Regions from separate parts of the Sus scrofa genome. Here regions 1 and 3 are each linked to region 2. A link is a contact called in public Hi-C and HiChIP or PLAC-seq data. All regions are on one chromosome and are shown on one strand. The core of a region is the stretch at or near the end of the contact, and the rest is flanking DNA. Distances in the headings are between cores, read along the strand shown.

The links. A called contact is a pair of places that touch in the nucleus more often than the background predicts. HiChIP or PLAC-seq counts read pairs in DNA pulled down with a chosen protein or histone mark.
Region 1: a contact with region 2 is called in a Hi-C map of skeletal muscle, with 2.7 times the contacts expected there. The contact joins the enhancer-like site here to the promoter of RASGRP3 in region 2. A contact is called at or near these places in 1 of 5 promoter capture datasets (liver), 6 of 47 Hi-C or Micro-C datasets (embryonic fibroblasts, epiblast stem cells, fibroblasts and 2 more) and 1 of 2 datasets of contacts at active chromatin or transcription factors (skeletal muscle).
Region 3: an H3K27ac HiChIP or PLAC-seq map of skeletal muscle shows a contact between it and region 2. The contact joins the promoter of FAM98A here to the promoter of RASGRP3 in region 2. A contact is called at or near these places in 1 of 5 promoter capture datasets (liver), 5 of 47 Hi-C or Micro-C datasets (embryonic fibroblasts, epiblast stem cells, fibroblasts and 2 more) and 1 of 2 datasets of contacts at active chromatin or transcription factors (skeletal muscle).

Annotation. Positions count from the first base shown.
Region 1 is chr3:106,080,526-106,085,048 of Sscrofa11.1, reverse strand. FAM98A (protein FAM98A) reads right to left here. Exons shown (of 8, transcript XM_003125249.5): 8 at 3,872-4,523. Among named protein-coding and RNA genes, the nearest start is that of FAM98A, 21 kb to the right of the region's middle. Within about 2 kb of position 2,213, at least 4 of the 83 cell types and tissues checked have an H3K27ac peak or open chromatin away from gene starts, as enhancers often do. A contact at or near this core is called in skeletal muscle, where this site is marked.
Region 2 is chr3:106,212,446-106,216,778 of Sscrofa11.1, reverse strand. It overlaps RASGRP3 (ras guanyl-releasing protein 3), which reads left to right and starts at 2,992. Exons shown (of 18, transcript XM_021087646.1): 1 at 2,992-3,358.
Region 3 is chr3:106,059,784-106,064,030 of Sscrofa11.1, reverse strand. FAM98A (protein FAM98A) reads right to left here and starts at 2,464. Exons shown (of 8, transcript XM_003125249.5): 1 at 2,307-2,464. The coding sequence starts at 2,359.

The DNA.
Region 1 (4,523 bases), core at 964-3,463, 130 kb after region 2:
AAAATTAAATGAGTATTGACTGTGATTGGAATAAATATCTTATGACTTGATTTGATAAAACTGGTTCCAACTATCTTATTTAAAGCATAAAGACCCCCTGAATCTGAAGTCATTTTATCCATGATAGACTGTTTTTTAGTAAAATAATCAAGTTGTGTATTTTAAAAAATCCATATCATTAACCAATACTCTTTTGGTTGCTCTGACCTCAAAGTGTCCCTAGATGGGTGATTTGACCTTTAACAGAGATAAGTAAGAAGGGACTTAAAGGACTAGAATGATTTGAATCATGTTAAAGGAGGCCTCGTTGACCCAGTATATTCAATCATGTCTGTGTTTGGTATCTAGAGGCTTGTACACTCTGGGGTAATTCATAAGAGAAAGATGTAGGATACGTATTTGGGGATTTTTTTTTTTTTTTTAACTTTTGCAAAGTGGGAAAACTTATTTTTTCAGCTAGTTTTGGGAAAGAATACTTGCGAAAGATGAAGATCAAAAATTTATCCCTGCGGATTCACTAGTGAAGCATATCCTTTGCAATGGCTGTGTATTCTTATTTCATTTTGGAAAAACATTATGCTGAACTACAGATGTCATCCTACCTTCTTATCTTAGCTTGATTTTGATGAAAGAAGAAGAAAAAAGGCTCATCTAGAGGGAACATTCCAAAGAGATATAAAAAGAATTCTGTAACATGAGTGGATGAGTTGAAGATCTCCTAATCTTCAACTCACTCCCTTGATTGTCCTTGATGCTGCTGCTCTGATTTACACACACTAAATACATTATAAAGATTTTCAAGTTAGACCACAAAAAAAAAAAAAGAAAGAAAAAAAGAAAAAGCAGAAGAATGCATAGCAGACTGTCTGTCATGTGCTGGCAATTGGGATATTTTTGGCTGTTCCAAAGTTGTAGAAAAAGAACTGAATGCCATGCACGTCTTTCTAACATTTGTTCCAAACTTGCGCCAGGAAGGGAAAATATTCTCCGTCAGGTTCTGTTTAAGATGTTCCTGAGTAGTAACTACCTCGGTATTGATAATAACTAAACTTTGAGTGTATATTATGTCCCATACACTGTGGGAGGCACTTTATACAGATTATCACTCTTAATCCACACAGCTTTTCAAAGCAAGTGGGAATTGCTATCCAGATCTTTCCAAACTGGAAGATTATGGTTTGGCTAGGTTAAATAACTTTCTCAAGGTCACAGAACTAGTGCACCAGAGTTCTGAATGCAGATCTCCTACCTCCAGGTGCTCTAAATAAATCTAAATAAATCGTTAGGTAAATATTTTTTGCAACAACTCATTGCTTTTGAATTTTAATACAGGTATACATTTCATTGCCCAAGTTTGTCAAAGAGCAAGTGCCTCTAAGGGAGACTTTCCATCACTTTTCTTCTTCTAGCAAGCACTTTAATAACCAGGTAAGAGGTTAATTGATAGCAGCCCTACAAGATTTTAAACTGTTACAAGTCATCGTCATTATAAATAAGATTACAAAATAGCCCTTGTTTATCCCTTTAGGGTAGGGTTTACTTTCTGCTTATTTCATTCAATTTTTTTTTCATTAATTTCTGAAAATTGGGGATTAGTTAGAATTAGTTTTTCTGCGTTTCACATTAGCGTAGTTGACTTGTGAATGGTCTTCCATACCACATAACTGGTCTCTGTTGAGAGAAAGGACTCTGAAGCACGTACTTCTTAGGAGACATTACAGAAGGTTTTAAGGCCTTGGTAAGTTCTGGAAGTTATGTATAAATAGGGGTTAACCTATCTGCTCTAAGGATTTATACCTTTCTAAAAGAAAACTGGATAAATCTTGTTAAACGCCTCATAAAAAATACCATTAAGACACAGTGAAGGTTTACTTTCAATTCCTAAAGAATTTTGTAGTTGACACTTTTGAGTTTCCAAAGATATTCAGTTCTTGAAAACTTCCTTTGCCTTTTGTAACCTTTCAAAATACATTTCACCCCACTAGGTTTTTATAGTATTTTACTCTGTCCTTCCCTTCTCAGTGAAGCTTCCAGAACTAGTCTAAAGTTAGTTTTGCCTCTCATTCTTCCTTCAAACTCTAGGAAACTGGCTTCAGTATTTATTCTAAAGTGCCCTTGAAAAGCTAAGATGTAATGGATATTTTTAAGCCTTGGCTCTGTAGCAGATGGAATCGTTGGTTACAGGGCTCTCCAGCAAGACTGCCTGGGTTTCATTCCAGCTCCCCTGCTTACCAGCTACATGGATATGGGCCAACTACTCATCCACCCTGGGCTTCACTCTCCTTATGTGGGAAACATGGGTATCAGTAGTTACCACATTGCTCTTGATGAAGAGGATGCCAACTGCTCCGGTTTCCTTTTACTTCTGTGACCTTGTTCCATCACCTCTTAAATGATTATTACCCAGGATGCCTTCCTTGGTCCAATGTTTTTCCCCCCTCTTTGGGTGATCTAATACAGAATCATTCGATTGAATGGTCCAATTCAAAAATCACTGGATGCTGATCTTTCTCAAATCTCTACCTCTAGGCATTTTCTTGAGTTTCAGATTGAAATCACTCCCACCTCCCCCTCCCCACCCCCCGCATATACCTTTACTCCTTCTTATATTCTGATTAGAATTAGTGGTATTGTCCTCTGGTCACAGACACACACACACACTTATTCTTACTCTAACCAATAATTCCTATAATTTAACCTCCTAAATACTTCCTGAATTTGTCCTTTCTCTATCCCTGTTATACTACGTGAGTTTAAGTTCTAAGCTTTTGATTCCAATCTTTGCCCCCTCCTTAAATCTATTCTCTACTTTTTAGCCAGTGATTCATACAGAATCCAAAGCTGACCATGCTACAAGCCTTAGCATACTAAAAAATATAAATTAGTTCCAAGTTACTTAGGAAAGTATGTGGAGCCCTCTATTACCTGGCTCCTGCAATCTTTCCAACATCCCCTGCCAATTTCTACCTCATGTGAGCAATGCTGAAGACCGTGCTAGGCTGGTAACCCTGTTATAGTGTTCAGTTTTTATTATCCTATTGCTACAATGATCTGTTTCTGGCTCTGCCACTGATCATTTTCCAAGGCAGGGACTTTCTAACCTATCTCTGTACTTCAAATGCTCAACATAGTGCCTGGCATAGAGTAGACACTCAGGTGTTTACTGAACTGCAGGCTTCTCTTCTTGAGGAAAGTATAACATAATTTAATAAATACAGGTCATCCTCATAGACTATTCCCCAAGGTTTTCCCTCACATTCCTAGGGGACATGTTAAATTTTATTTTTCTATTTCCACCCCAGGCTTTTTTCATTTATACTTAGCAGGAACTGAATGTTTTACAATGGAAGTTCTCATGTCAACAGTTATGTTTATGCGAACATCTTTACCAACATCATTTTGCAGGTGACTAAAGGCACTCAGGTGAATGAGTGAGTTTAAATACTAACATGTATACCTGCTTTAATCAGTGATCGGAACCCTAAGAATACACTAACATACAAACATGGAAATGCAGCACTGAACAATACACAGCATTTCTAGTGACTAGAATCATGTTAGTGAGGGAAAAAGTTTTGTGTAACATTAGATACCCTGTGAGGAATGTATTTTTAATGTTAGGTCAACCTAAATCGGTCCTAGAACCAACCCTCCATGGATACCAAGAGACAACGGCATTGAGGGTCAGCAACCCTAACCCGCACACTGTTCAAGGGTCAAGTCTATATAGAAATTATTTCAGATGCTCTTCCTCAGCACAAATTTAACTACATTCCAGCTGGATGTGCTGAAGAGAGAGAAATTTCTACCTCAACCCCTCTTGAATTCTTGTGGCTGGACTAATAATAAAACTGACATGAGACAGATTAACTGGAGAAAAATAAATTTTAATTTGTGCACACTTAAGTCTCACAGAAATGAAACCTAGCCAAAGCAGGCAGCTTTTATATTTTTTAGACAAAAGGAAAAAAAAATTTGTGAGGAAGAGGACAAAGTTTTGGCTTTGGGCACTTTATTTGCAAAATATCTATATCAGAGTTTGGGTTTGAGATAGTTGATCATTGTACAACTATAAATGTAATAAAATTCATTGAGTGATAATAATAATAAAAAAAAGTAACAAAGTTTGTTTATACCAGCTTCTCGACCCAAATTCCCTACCTCTGGCAGTAAGGGTGTATGTTCTTCTGTCTCCAGATGCCAGGAGTGCATCTTTCACATGAGACTTAATTCTTGCTTTCAGTGAGACAGGAAGGAGGGCCAGTGTCCCTCTAGCATTGGCTATGTCTTAAGTAACTTTAATTCAAGATAATCAATATGCCATTGTGACATATGTTTGTGTGGCCCACCTTGAGTCCCAACAGATACTAGCTCAGTTTAAATCTAGATAGAGAGCAAGAAATGAAAATGATAGTGGCAAGCATACCTTTGATAATTTTCATAGAGAATGTTGACATCCTGTTCTAGTTCTGACAGAGGAAGAAACAAAGCACTAACAAAAGGTGCTGTCTGAGTATCCTTTT
Region 2 (4,333 bases), core at 1,743-4,242:
CTGGTTGTAGTAGAAATTCACTCCTTTCTCTCTAGCTCTCCCTCTCTCTCTTTAAAAGGAATCTTTTCCTCCCCATCTGTGCCTGGGATGCAGACATGCTTGCTTTCCCTCACCAGCTCTGGCTGAGCTCATTGTTCAACCTATTGTTTCTCATACACAGAGCTTCGCATTAAAGCTAAGAATGGAAAGAAATGGCTGGGTAAGAAAACCAAATCAAATCACTAAACAAAATTAGAGAATGCAAGTTCTTGTGATGAGGACTTTTAAGATTTACATGCTTAGCAACTTTCAAAGATGCAATATGATATTATTAACACAAGTCACCAAGCTGTACTCCCAACTTCTTTCTAGAGGGTGGGATACTAATAAACAAACAGAATAATTGTATAGACTGGTGCTTCTCATACTTCACTGAGCATGAGAATCATCTGAAGTTAAAATGCAGATTCTTGGGGCCTACCCCAGAGTTTCCGACCAAAGTACTACAGATGCTATTGGTCTGTGGACAACACTCTGAGTTGCCCCTCCTGTCAAGAGATTCTCTAGATATTCCAGTGTTGCTTCTCAAAGTGTTACCCCAATGTAAAGAGAAGATTGTTGAGACAGTAAGTACATAATGATTCACAGATAGGTAAGATAATAGATAACGAATAGAATCCTATGAAGGACCTTAAGTAATAACAGTTTTTAAATTTCTGTCTTTAAAATTAGTAAGTTTTTCAAAAAGACAACATGTGGACTGGTAGAAAATATTTGCAAATGATGTGACCCACAAGGGCTTAATTTCCCAAATATATGAATAGCTCATACCACTCAGTATCAGAAAAATAACTCAACTGAAAAATGCACGAAAAGGCCTAAAAAGACAATCCTCCAAAGAAGACATGCAGATGACCAAAAAACACATGATACGATGATCAACATCACTAATTATTAGAGAAAAGCAAGTCACAACTATAATGAGATGTCAGCTCACATCAGTCAGAATGGCCATCATTAAGAAGTCTACAAATAACAAATGCTGGAGAGGGTGTTGAGAAAAGGAACCCTTCTACATTGTTGGTGGGAATATAAATTGTTGCAGCTACTATGAAAAACAATGTGAAAGTTTATCAAAAAGCTAAAAATATAGTTGCCATATGATCCAGCAATCCAATCCTGGGCATATTATCTAGACAAAACTATAATTCAGAAAAATACATGCACCCCTATGTTCATTGTAGCACTCTTCATAATAGCCAAGACATGGAAACAACCTAAATGTCCATCAACAGATGAATGGATGAAGAAGATGGTACATATACACAATGGAATACTACTCAGCCACAAAAAAGAATGAAATAATGCCATTTGTAGCAACATAGATGGACCTAGAGATTATCATACTAAGCGAAGTCCGTCAGAAAGAGAAAGACAAATACCATGTGATACCGCTTATATGTGGAATCTAAAATATGGTGCAAATGATCCTATCTACAAAACAGAAACAGACTCACAGACATGAAGAACAGACTTGTGGTTGCCAAGGAGGAGAGGGTGGGGGAGGAAAGCATTGGGAATTTGGAATTAGTATACGCAAACTATTACATATTAAATGAATAAACAACAGAGTCCTACTGTATAGCATAAGGAACTATATTCAATATTATGTGATAAACTGTAATGGAAAAGAATATGAAAAAAAATTTAGGTGTAACTGAATCACTTTGCATATAGCAGAAATTAACCAACATTTTAAATCAACTATACTTAAAAAATAAAATAAATCACTTTTTGAAGCATGGTATACACAGTATAAAAGTGAAAAGAGCAAAAATATATCAGAAATTAAACTGCCCACCCATTCCAGATACCCACGCCCACTTTGCAGAGTCAAGCATGTTTAGGGATCTTGTTAGACCATGTGCTCTTAACATTTTGAAAGAAGTTGAAAATTACCATCTATCAAATAGTTTATTCCAGTGTATACTTCCAAATACTTTATATGGATGCTTATTTCTTTTTTTTCTTTTCTTTTCTTTTTTTTTTTTTTGTCTTTTTGCTATTTCTTGGGCGGCTCCCGTGGCATATGGAGGTTCCCAGGCTTGGGGTCGAATCGGAGCTATAGCCGCTGGCCCACGCCAGAGCCACAGCAACGCGGGGTCCAAGCTGCGTCTGCGCCCTACACCACAGCTCACAGCAACGCCGGATCGTTAACCCACTGAGCAAGGGCAGGGATCAAACCCGCAACCTCATGGTTCCTAGTCGGATTGTTAACCACTGCGCCACGACGGCAACTCCTGGATGCTTATTTCTTCACTCTTCAGGGACATCGGACAATAGCCAAAATTTTGATCTGCCAATCTGACATGTAGAAAATGACATCTAATTTTTATTTTCGTTTGTGTTGCATACAGTTATGAGAGAAGTTAAACAACTCTGAGTAACAAGACTGTGGACAATCCATTAGTTTAGCGCAATTGGCTGCAAATGGTTTACAAATTCAACTTCATACTTTCATTCACTCAAAAGCATCTGCTTTTCTTGTTCACCTGATATTTTCCTTTTGCTGAATCTTGCCTCAAGAAATACTGATTCATTTCCTTCTGAATGAAAAGAAACAACTATGGCATGACCCCCACCCCTACCCCCGTCTGCCTCCTTCCTCATTTCCCCCAGGAAATTCGATTTTTAGAGCAATCCTTTGAAAAATGAAGGCTGAGATGTAGGTTGTTTACAGTTTATATGAAAAAAATGATACATCTCCAAACCCAAGATTTGTTTATGGGAAATGACAACTTAGAGCCAAACCAAGGTTATAGGAATTTAAAGAAAATGTTGGCTATGGTGCACAGATCAAAGCTGAATTTTCCTTGTTTACTGGTGTTCACTTGAAAGAAACACACACACACACACACACACACACACACACACACACACACGCACCCCCAAGACTGCTTTTTGAAATCAAATGCATTTCCTGCCCTCTTCTTTCCTCAGTGCTCTTACCACCAGCCTATTTATAGCCCAGGAAAGGAAAAAGCTCTGCTGGAGGCAGGAAAACTAAGTTCAGAAAGAATAGGAGGAAGTGTGCCTGCCATTTAGCCAAACAACCTTTAATTCATTGAGCTCAAAGCTTAGCAGCTTCACTGTCGTTGTTAGGGTGTAAACAGCTTGCAAATTCAATTTTTTTTCCTCTTCCCGATTCTGAACTGGATTTGGGCAATGGAGGTGAATGCAGCGTTTTAGAAGAGAGGACAGGATTCTCTAGGTGTTCCAACACGTGGAAGAGAAACTTGTTAAGAGTTGTTGAAGCAGTGCGAAAGAGAGGATTTGATAAAGAGATGCGCTCGAAATGATTCCACGACTGCAAGTTAAGGTAAGTGTCCTTTTTAAGACCGTACATTGTTGTGTCTACATTCATATCATGTACCATGGATACTGGTCACAGACAGTGTATATAATCTGAGGGCAGGTCCTCATGCAGAGCTCATGAACTTTGCTTCTATCTCTGAAGAAATGTGCAGATCAGCCTCGGCTATGCCATCTTCACTTTTTAACAGGAATAAAAATTTTAAATAATTGTTTCCTTAAGATAATTTTATCGCCACTAAGTTTTCTTTCATTTCATTACCAGCAGGGGATCAAATAGTATAAATAAATTCACTGAAGATCATTTTGAAAAATCCTTGATATTTGTCTGTTTTTCTATCCTTCTCAAAGTGCTGATTAATAATCCATGTGCCCTTTTCTGGTATCGCTATTGGTTTAGAATACATTTACTAGATATGCTTCCAAGCTAGTGTGACCTATTTTAGAAAAGTTATTTTTAACTAAAAAATTTAAATTTTATATAAAATGAAAATTAATTTTTTTCTATACAAAGTGTCTCCTGGAATTCACAATTATTTACACTGAAGCTATTATTTCAAAACATTCATTGAACATGTATTTTCTGAGTAACCTGAACAAAGGTCCCTGGATTTGGAAGTGGAAAGGTCAAGAGGAAATGGATTAAATCTGAGAGCTCTTGATGCTGCCCACAAAAACTCTGAGAGATGGGGACATTGTAACTTCTTTTAACATTTCTTGCCATCAAACAAATACATTTGTTTCCATGATGACCATACTTTCATCCACCACTGCTAACCTCCACATCTGTGTCCTGGAAAAACTTGATTAATGTCATGCCCATGTCAAACAAAGGAATAGGGGTTCTGGTGGTTTCGGGAAAAGGAAGAAGGAAATGTATTGCTGTTATTTTGGCTTACCCCAGTTTGAGATTGGTATGTTTAGCATCTGCTGTAAGAAGATAGCAAAGCTGGAAGCCAGAATAGCTGAGCCAGCCAGATGA
Region 3 (4,247 bases), core at 1,215-3,714, 150 kb after region 2:
AATTAATATCAAGATTAATTTACTAACTGCTGGTGAGCTGATGTTTAGGTGAACTGGTGCAAATGAATCCTAATTCTTTGCAAGTGAATCAAAGGTCATTTTAAAAAATTATTAAACATTCAAACACTCAAAAGACAATAGTAACAATGAACCCCAATCTAGAATATGGCTAGAATTAAAGATTCTGCCATTCTCAAAGTAATTTTAAAACACATATTCATCTTTTATGAATGAAATCTTGATAAAAACGCTAATCATGATACATTCAATATACTTAAGATAACTTGATATTTAGAGGTATAGAGATGTTAGAGAAATGTAACATTCAACCCTCTTAAAATATAATTATATGTTTATATTTTTAATGGGACAGAAGAAATCTTACGCAAAAAGTGAGATTCTATATAGTCTGGCATCTAGATTCAAAACCACATATTGCTAGAAACTGGAATAAACAAACTAGGCCTACAAATGTCTCACTGTGTTACATACTTAAATTTTATTGATTTATCCCACAAGTAATTACTGAATTCTTACTGTGTACCAGGTGAGAAATAAATGGTCATTTATTTCTAATATTTCCCAGTAAATCCTTGAAAAGCACACATCAATCAATTAAGACTAATTTTTGATGGCTGAATGCCACCAAACTAACACGTTACGGGTTAAAATTTATAGTCAAGTTTTCAGAAAATCCCACGGTTTATCTTACAACCCATCCCAATTATTTATTTAATTAGTGTTATTACAGTTACAATGACTGTTCCAGTACCCAAGAGAAGAAAAACACAATTAACAAAGGGTAAGAGAACAATCATAGGAAGAAGTGGCATCCATCATCAGTTGTTGCAGATGGACTTCATTTAAGTAGGGTTTACCTTCATCCTCTCATGCTACTTCTCCTTCAACACTAAGTGTCACTTCTAGGAAGCTTAGGACTTGTTTCCTTTCCCAGTTTTCTTTCTTCCTGGCTCTCCTCAGTTCTCAAGGCATATTCTCACAGTGTGAACTTTTCTTCCACCTCACTTTGTACCCTTAAGTGTTCAGACCAACATTGCCAACAGACCCAAAGTGTTTACTGAATACTTCATGTGTGAAATTTAACAATTTAGTCTAAGAGGTTCACCAAAAAGACACCACTTTGCTGATTGTGACTTTTACTTAGGTTCTCATCAAAGAAATAAGCTGCCTAAAGTCTGACTTTATTCATGAAAATTCAGAGCAAGCTCCAAAGAAAAGAGCAATGGTAATTCATATTGACAGAAAAAGATAAGCACAACCACTGCCTTTCCTAAAAATGGGCAGACTTTGGGAACCCTTGTTCTTTTAATACTAAAGTAAGCTTTCCCCCAAAGGCTTCCATGGCATGGAAAAACCTAGAGGAAGGTTTTGATAAGAGACTTGTTACTTTTATAGTTTTCTAAATCCGTATTTTTTTTTTTTAAGCTGTACTGTGGGCAAATATTTAATTATACAATTTGTTTCTGGACAGCATTTAGCCCAAGAAATTCTAAGTTCTCAAGTTTTAAGAGAGTACACTGATCTGGGTGACCCAGTGAGATAAGCAGCCTTATTTCCAGCTTCCAGATACTGATGAATTATGGCTGGGTTAACTGTCAGGGGGAGACAAAAATGCACAACAAATACGCTGGGACTTGGTGGGTGAGGATGCCCCTAAGACTAAGAGCTAATGGCGGCTCAGTGAAGGTGTGTCAGAGTCAAGGGAAACAGCGAGTGGTTCCCATGAAGGTGGTGACAGGTTAGGTGTATAAGTGAGCTGGCTGGCAGAACGGATGCAGCGCAGACATGTGCCTTAGGGAAGCCTGGGTGCATGCAGACATGACTGGGCAAAGGAGATTTTCTGAGCGAAGTGGGGTGGGGTAGGAGCAGGGGCTCAAGACAGAAGCAGGAAGTTTGGAGGACAAGTAGGAAAACAGAGAATCAACTTTGGCAACCTCCAGAGTGAGGGGGTAGGGCAGAAGGATGGGGAGCACGGAGAGAAGCTGGGGAGGGGGGTGGCGTGAACCAGAGCCCAGACAATGACACGCATGACTGACAAACGCTGCGGGAAACTTGGCTGCACCGAGCACAGGGCAGGCCTAGGGGCGTCGCAGCCGGAGGGCCCCGACCCAGCAGAGCAGGCAGTGGACGTGGCATTGGGGTCCTGGAGGTATAGGGAGGCGACAGCCAGGAGCCACGGGGTGAGGCGTGGAGAGGCAGGTGTCGCTGACTGAGGTGGAGAAGGAGTTTTCGGGCCGGTGGGCGACAGTGTGGGGTTTGGGAGACCCGTGCCCTGGCAGTCTTACCCTAGATCTTCCAACGACTCCAAGATGTCAGACTCCAAGAGGTCACACTCCATGCTACTGTGGTATTCAAATTTCCGAGTCGTCAGGCTCCCCTCTTCGCCGGCAACGCGTACACTCGCGCATGCGCTGCTTCCCCGGAACTTCCAAATCGACAGCTGGCGCCTCAGTCCATGCACTGCGCATGTCCGGAGCGTGCGTAAGAAACTTGGTCCCGCCTGCCGGCCCGCCCCGGCCGCCTGAAAGATGGTCAGGCGACACTACACGCACATGCGTATTACTGAATAGTGAAGCCGACGGCCCCAAGAAGGGCAGGAGGACTGGCTGCGTGGCAGCTGGGCGTGGGGACCTGGCGAGGGCCGGGGGCGCTCTAATTTTTCCTAATTGGGTGTGCGCATGTGCGAAGCTTGGGGCGAGGCGGGCGGGGAAGGATCCTCGGGCGGGGGAGGGTGGGGGTCCATAGAGTTGGGTGGGCGTTTGCTGTGAAACTGACTGTCTGGATCCCAGTCGCCTGAGTGGGTGACCAGCCTTACCTGTGGGCCGTAGAGAGGGAGAAGTTCGTTCGCTCTAATTCCTTAGAACAGGGCTAGAGACGGGACAAGTGCCGAGAATGGCAGATAACATGCCGTCGGAGTTCCTGGTGGCTGCAGTAGCTGTATTTCGGAGTTAAGGAGTAAACTTTCCCTTGACACGGATGTATTCAGAAAGTTGATTCATTCCGTTCCTTTGCCGTTCTCTACCAGACTTCTTAAGCCCTTCCCAGACACTAAGAATCTTTATTTTAAAGGGGTGGGGGAGGGAGGTAAGAGGGGGGCCTTCGCTGTGTGTCAATATCAAATAGGATGGAATATATTTAAACCCACGCAGTTTAAAGGGTAAATAAACTTTTTGTTGTACCGTTATCGATTTGGCATTTTTTGGCATGGTGTGACACTCGCATCACGATGGGCTGTGGTTTCTTGGCAGTTACTGGTTGGGTATGTACTTAGAATTTATTGAAAAAAATGAGAAAAATTGTTTTCGAAGTGATGGCATATTTAGAAAATTACATTTAACTATAAATGGGCATAATTGTGCACTGTGTAGGCATTAAAGAGTTTTCACACTGCTATCAGTAAATTTTATTTTGTAGTTCTCAAATATTTTGGTATCTAATGGATAAATGCTCCTTATTCTTCATAGTACCTTTAAAATTCCTTATTTTGCACCATCTGGAATGAGGGAAGGAATTAACATTTATTATGTATCTACTGTGTGTTTGAATTGTATTATTTCCTTGATCGGTGTTATTTTATGCAATCATCATAAGGCTGTGTAAGTATTACTCCCATTTTGCAGGTGAGGACACTAAGGCTTAGTTGGCTTGTCTATCAAAAATGGTAAGACCTGGCTTTTGAAACTGAGATATCTCTAAATTCATATTTATTCTTATTTGACTAGTCAAATAAGGATTTATAAGCAGGATGTGAAAAAATAGGAAGATGTAGCTAGTTGGATAAACAAATCATGTATGCTTGTATATCCTGTATATAAATACCTTAAAATAAAAACAATAGTTATTCTTATAGGGTTATTGAAGGTGCTAAACAAAAAGTAATTGTGCAAAATCAAGTTGGGAAAAAAGTTTTCATTCTTGACTCACTTTTCAAGGTAAGTTCTAACACATACTATTAGTGAGTGAACAAGTAAAAACTCCCCTAAATTTATTATTATTCTCTATCTAATGCAAATAGTTACATTAAATGGAGGGCAGCCAATGCAAAGTATTTAAAAAAATATTTAAAATAATTCTATAATGGATTTTACTGAAATAAAAACAATGATTTTAAAAGTAATATTGTCATCATTTCTAAGGATTTACTAGAAATCTCTTGCATTTTTATTTTCAAATTATTTGTTTGTGAATATCTGAAGACCTCATTCAAACAATTACATGAAAATAAC